2 separate regions of the Sus scrofa genome follow, and region 1 is linked to region 2. A link is a contact called in public HiChIP or PLAC-seq data. All regions are on one chromosome and are shown on one strand. The core of a region is the stretch at or near the end of the contact, and the rest is flanking DNA. Distances in the headings are between cores, read along the strand shown.

The links. HiChIP or PLAC-seq counts read pairs in DNA pulled down with a chosen protein or histone mark.
Region 1: a contact with region 2 is called in an H3K27ac HiChIP or PLAC-seq map of skeletal muscle, with 4 times the contacts expected there. The contact joins the promoter of NT5C here to the promoter of CASKIN2 in region 2. A contact is called at or near these places in 1 of 5 promoter capture datasets (liver), 10 of 47 Hi-C or Micro-C datasets (alveolar macrophages, embryonic fibroblasts, epiblast stem cells and 7 more) and 2 of 2 datasets of contacts at active chromatin or transcription factors (alveolar macrophages and skeletal muscle).

Annotation. Positions count from the first base shown.
Region 1 is chr12:6,160,858-6,163,860 of Sscrofa11.1, reverse strand. NT5C (5'(3')-deoxyribonucleotidase, cytosolic type) reads right to left here and starts at 1,441. Exons shown (of 4, transcript XM_021066663.1): 1 at 1,111-1,441; 2 at 664-764; 3 at 213-586; 4 at 1-94. The coding sequence starts at 1,419. It also overlaps a transcript of ARMC7 not described here.
Region 2 is chr12:5,854,478-5,857,421 of Sscrofa11.1, reverse strand. CASKIN2 (caskin-2) reads right to left here and starts at 1,548. Exons shown (of 20, transcript XM_021066645.1): 1 at 1,322-1,548; 2 at 1-178. It overlaps TSEN54 (tRNA-splicing endonuclease subunit Sen54), which reads left to right and starts at 1,631. Exons shown (of 12, transcript XM_021066651.1): 1 at 1,631-1,719; 2 at 1,839-2,461; 3 at 2,798-2,944.

The sequences.
Region 1 (3,003 bases), core at 192-2,691, 310 kb before region 2:
GAGAGTAGCCGCCTCCTGGTCGGGGGCAGGGCCAGGTGCTGGTTGTGGCAGCAGGTGAACAAGATGTGCTCCCAGCTTGGGGTCTCCTCTTGGCCTGTGACAGGACGCAGAGGAAGGCAGGGGACGCAATGGGTGACGTGGTGATCTCTACCCCCTCCCTCGTATCCCAGCAGGCCCAGTGCCCGGAGGGTGCCAAGGAAAATGGCTCCTACCTTGAATGGTGTCCTTGTCATCAATGAGCAGGTCCCCCAAGACCATGGTCTTGTCCCTCGTCAAGATAATGCGCTCCACAAACTGGGGCCCCAGGTGCTTCTCCACCCAGCCGTACTGTGTGGTGGGCACAAGTCTGTCAGGAGGGCCGGACGGACCCCGGAATTCAAGGCCAGCGAGCAAGTAGGTGGGAGGGTCTGCCGCCCTTGAAGCTATCGTCCCCTCCCCCCACCCCCACCCCCGACTTTGTGTGTTTCTGCTGGTTTCTTTCAAAGATGGGGCCTTAGGACCCTGGGTGTGCCGCCAGTGCCGCACCTTCTCGCGCACGCAGTGGTCATACTTGAGCAGCGGGCTGGTGCAGATGAAGACCTCAGTGCTGCGGGAAGGGGCGCGGGTCAGACAGGGTGGTGCCAGCCCCTGCTCCCCCCCACCTCCCTCCCGACCCTTCCTCACTCCTGCATGTCATTCATCTCCCGCATGGCTTCCAAGGCTCCAGGGATGGGCTCCAAGTTTAGGAAGAAGCCTGGGGCTTCATACACACTGGCCACTTTGTCCTGAAAGATACAGTGTTCCTGTCCTGGCTCTGCTCCCAGCCGATCTCGCCAGCCCCAGCGAGGACTCTCAAGATTCCTGGGGGAAGGGGGGCGCCTCGATCCCCACATCAGAGCCTCAGGGAGGGGACTTTGTTTAGGGGTAAGTACTCCTCCAGACTGTCTTGTCCTGGGACGAAGTGTGGATTCTGAAGTGAAAGCTTTGTCTCTGGACGTGGAGCACAGGCGGTCCTGACCCAAGGGGGAAGGCGCCCCACTCCCAGGTGCCCAGGAGGTTGGGGCTTCCCGTTTGGGACACTGGGGTCGGGGCTCCCGGTTCCCCCTGATCCTCGCCTCTCCCCCCACCTACCGCCAGGTCGGGGCGCAGGGCTCGGTACTGCTCCCGGGCGAAGAAGCCGCGGCGCTCCTCCAGCGGCACGTACGGCTCCCTGGGGAAGTTTCGCTGGAAGCCCCGCAGCAGGCCGGCCTCGAAGTCCGCCAGCACGCCGTCCATGTCCACCAGCACCCGCACGGGCCGCGCGTACCTTGCCGCCATCACCGCGAGGCACGGGCCGGCCGGAAGCATGGACGCGCGCGGAAACCCGGGCCGGAGCCGAGTTGAGCTCCGCGCCGGGACGGCGGCTTCCGGGAGGGGGCGGGGGGCGGGGCTAATTTGCATGGACGCCGGGTTGCCCCGCCCCCCGGAAGCACCGGGCCTCCCCCAGTGCCCCAGCAGCCGGCGCGGAGGTGGCCTGAGCTGCTCTTCTGGTCTGAGGCCGCGCCTACGTGCACCCCAGCCACCCTGCGCTCGGTGGCAGACGTCCTCGCTCACCTCAGACGTTTCTTGGGGCAGACCTTCCAGGGGCCCGGCAGAGGGTCTCTCCTAAATACAGATCAACGGCTTCTGAGAAGGAGCCAAGGCTGCTTAAACCCGTGAGCTGACGCCCCCTTTTAAGAATCCATCCCTGTCCTCCCTGCTTGTGGGGACTCTGGAGCAGAGCTCCCGCCACGTCAAGGCAGCACCAACCCAAGGCTCAAATCATGGGGACTCCCAGTGACCGAAGTGAATGAATCTGCTGAAGACAGCGGGTTCTTGTGAACAGAGCTCCTCAGACACCAATTCATAAACCAGAGCTGGCTTGAAACATGGGAGCATCTGCTTTAAGCATCCGGTTCACCTGGAGGAGGAGACTCAGGTAACCCAGACCATCCTCCTTTTTGTGGAACTGACACTCTTCTAGAATTGGAGTTATATCCTCCTCTAGAAAATGCTGAACGTCCGAATGTGTTATTGATTCTCCTTTTTGTAGATTTCACGTGTAAATTTCCTGACTACGTATAAATGTATTTACCTACAAACTAGATTCAGATTTGAGTTAAGTCACCCATCTTCCTGTAGTTTCCCAGTTGAGCACCCCAGTACTTCCAAATGGAACAGAAGAAGCTTTAGGAAGGGGAACCTGGTGATCAATTTTGAAATTCTACAATGGGCATTAGCAATAAATACAAAGCCACTGAGGTCACACAATTGTGTAAAAAGTCCACAAAATGCTGATTCTCCTGCTATCATCATTTTAAGATCATTCAACTTCACTTTGTAAACCCTAAGCTTTTTTTTTTTTTTTTGCTTTTCAGGGCTGCACCTGCAGGATATTGAAGTTCCCAGGCTAGGGGTCAAATCAGAGCTGTACCCCCTGGCCTGTGCCACACCCACAGCAACACCAGGCCAGAGCCGTATCTGTGACCTACACCACAGCCTAAGGCAACACAGGATCCTTAACCCACTGAGCGAGGCCAGGGATCGAGCCCGCATCCTCATGGATCTTAGTGGAGTTCGTTAACCGCTGAGCCAGGAAGGGAACCCCAAACCCTAAGCCTTCTAAGGGGAAAGTTCAACACCCTTAGCAAACATGTTTATATAGAATTTTCTGAAATGTGAAATAGTACCAAAATGACTGGCAGAACTGTCCCTCAGAGCACGTTTGGACTAGGCATTTACCTTCATGAAATAAAGACAAAAGCCAAGTTCACAAGTTGTAACACAAATGGGGGACATCTCTTTCCCAGAGCTCCATTGTTAGAGAGAAGGGTGCAGGTGCTCCACCTCTGAACTCCTAACTGAAACCGCAACTCAGGCTATGTGTAGGGCTAACCTGTCTTAGTGAAACTGGAAGCGTTCTGTAGCACAGCAATTAATTCTCCATTTTGCAAACGCTTTACACAATAAGGAAGAAAAACTTAGCCCAGTAATCTGTGATTACCC
Region 2 (2,944 bases), core at 299-2,798:
CAGGGATGGGCCAGGACTGGGAACGCCAATCTTCCCAAAGTGGCTCAGGAGCACCAGTGCCCACCCAGAGGGCAGCCTGCATTCCCTCGGGCCTTGGGCAGCGGCGGCAGCAGCGGCGGCGGTGGACAGGTGTCAGGGGTCTGGAAAAGGTGTGGTCCGCTGAAGGCTGGGCCAGAGCCTGAAAGGGTCCCAGAAGCAGGGCTCAGAGAAAGAACCGGACAGGGCCTCCAGGGACCCCCCAAATCATCCTGGCTGCCCTTGTGAGTCAAGGGAGGGGCTGAGCCACTCAAAGAGGGGAGGGAGCCACCACGCCTGAGAGCAGCACTTGGTGGGGGGAAGGGGTCCTGGGAGGGGGAGGTTGAGTCACTGAGGCCCCAGGGCACCTGGCAGCACCTCAACCTGGGGCAGGAGGGGCCCTGGCAGCACGACACATTGGGGTAGGCGGGGCCAGCAGCCTGTTCTCCACAGCCCCGGGCACTGACACCCACAGACAACTGGTGGGCCAGAAGGTGGGGCCTGGCAGAAGGTCAGGCGCAGGCAGCCCGGCCCGTGGTCACTCCCTGTGGAAGGCGCCTGCCCCCAGACCCCTCCCTCTCTAAGCTTTGCTGTAATAGCTGGATGCCCTTGCCCCAGGGCTCTTCATGAATCTAGAGGGTGGAGTGGGAGCTACGGCTCTCCATCTCTGGCCGAGGGTCTGCCTGCAGGACAGGGAGGCTTTCCGGCACCTGTTGCTGACCCTTGCGCGGGATGGGGAAGCAGCTGGGCAGAGAACAGAGATAAGAGCTGGGGCACCGCTGGTAAATGAGGCTGCCTGGCCCCCCCCAAGCCTGAATCTGTGGCCCAGAGCCCCGACTTCACTTTAGAAAAGCTTACGTCAGTTCCTCAGTGGCCATGAATTTGCTGCCCAAGTCCTGTGGCATGAGCCCCGTGCAGGCCTGGGGCCCTAGCTGGGGTCGCCCTTCCTCCCAAAATGTCCCAAGCCCAACCCAGAGGGCACTCCAGCTCAAGGCCCGAGGCCGACATTGGGGGAGGGCGCCCCTGGCAGTGCCTGGGGTCGGGCTGGCTCCCCCGCCCCCCGGAATGCCAGTCCAGCGCCGCGCAACCCCCCCAACCCAGCCCAGCTCCAGCCGACCGGGGAACAAAGCGGCGGGAGGGACCGGGAGGGCCAAGTGCCGGAGGGATTGATGCGGGAGGACGGGATAGGGGCGCGAAAAGGACAGAAGGAGCCGACAGATGTAGGCGCCCGCCGATCCCGCAGGAAAAGTTAGTTTGTACCCGCCCTCAAGGGTGCTGACCCCCAGCTCAGACCCCGCCGTCTCACCTCTCCAGCCGCCCCGCTGGGGGTCCGGCTGGTCCCGCTCGGTCCCTGGCACTCCGGACGGCGGCTCCCACTGCCCCCCTTACCCCTTTTCTCCTTCTTCTCCTCCTTTTCCAAGGCCGGCTCGGCGCCTCCCGCAGGAAATCCCGCCCCTCCCCCTTCCCTCCCGCCGGATCGGGAGCGGAGGGATCGTCCCGGCCGCGCAGTCGGGCTGTCAGTCAGTGCCTGGGGCCCCGCCCCGAGCCGCCCAGGCCCCGCCCCCATCACTCGGGTCCGGACCTTGGACACTGCCTCGCTCAGCGCATGCGCCCAGGTGAAGCGGCGGGGGTGGGGACGAGAGTACGCTGCGTCCCGGCTGTTGGAGCAGGGGCGATCTGGGGCTCTAGGGTTCAGACTGAAGGGTGAGGTGCCCTGTTTGTGACGGGCGGGAGGGAAGACATGATGCGAAGGGGTCTGGGAACCGAGACCCAGGAATCTCACTTGGGAAATCCCCCTTCCCTTTTGCCCCTCGCCCCTCCAGGGACCGCCGCGGCGACCTCTGCCCGCGAGGCCAGAATAGCAGACCAACAACCGCTGGTTGGAGCAATGGTGCCACCTAGCGGCCCGTGTCGGAGCGGCCCGTGGTGGCGGCGGCGGGGACCCCAGCTTCGAGGAGGTGCCTATGACCATCTATGGTGGCGCTTCAGCACCATCGTGGGTCGGACAGCGGCCTCCCGCCCCCGGCCCTGAAAACATAGTTTCCGAGCCCTTAGGAAGAGACCCAACGGAAGACCCTGAAGGAACACCGAACCTCCCTAGATCGCATCTGACAGCCCTCGGCGGCCTCCAGTTTGTGAAGCTGGAATTCGGGAACCTAGCACTCGCCCATCTCTACACCCCTCTTCTTCCCTCCCTGTCCCAATGGGTGATGGGGACTAAGCAGCTCAGGGCTGCGGAGGGGAAGATCATGAATTTGACTCTTCATAGCACACTTTCAAACGTCAGGCTCCGCAAGTTTTACTAGAGAGGAGCCCAGAGGAGGGCTGGGGATCGGAGAGATGGTCCTAACAAATCCAGAAACCTGCAAGCTCTCCGCCTCCGGAATCGAGCCCCATGTCTGTTGGCAGGCGCTAGGACCCAGGACACCAGGAAGGTGGAAAGCAGGTGGGTTGATCTGGAGCGCGGAGGAGCAGAGGTCGGATTGGCGGGCGCTAGGGCCGCGCGGAGTTCCGGCGGTGGGCGGGGCATGGGCGGCGCGCGCGCGCGCGCGCGCAGCTGCAGACGGCGGCCCGATGGAGCCCGAACCTGGGTCCGCCGAGGTGGAGGTTCCTCCCGGGCGCGTGCTCAGGTGCGGCGCGGCGCGGCCCGGCCCGGGGGAGGCGCCGGGACCGCAGGGTGGGCGCAGGGAAGGAGATGGGCACCCAGGACGGGGATCCCGGCCAGGGCCGAGCGGTCCCGACTGCGTGGCGCTAACCCCGCGTCCCTTCTTGCTTTCCCCAGTGTGCCGGAGCTCTTCGCCGCCCGCTCGCGGCCCCAGAAGCTGCCCCAGCGCTCGCATGGCCCCAAGGACTTCCTTCCCGACGGCTCGGCGGCCCAGGCTGAGCGGCTGCGCTTGTGCCGCGAGGAGCTCTGGCAGCTGCTGGCGGA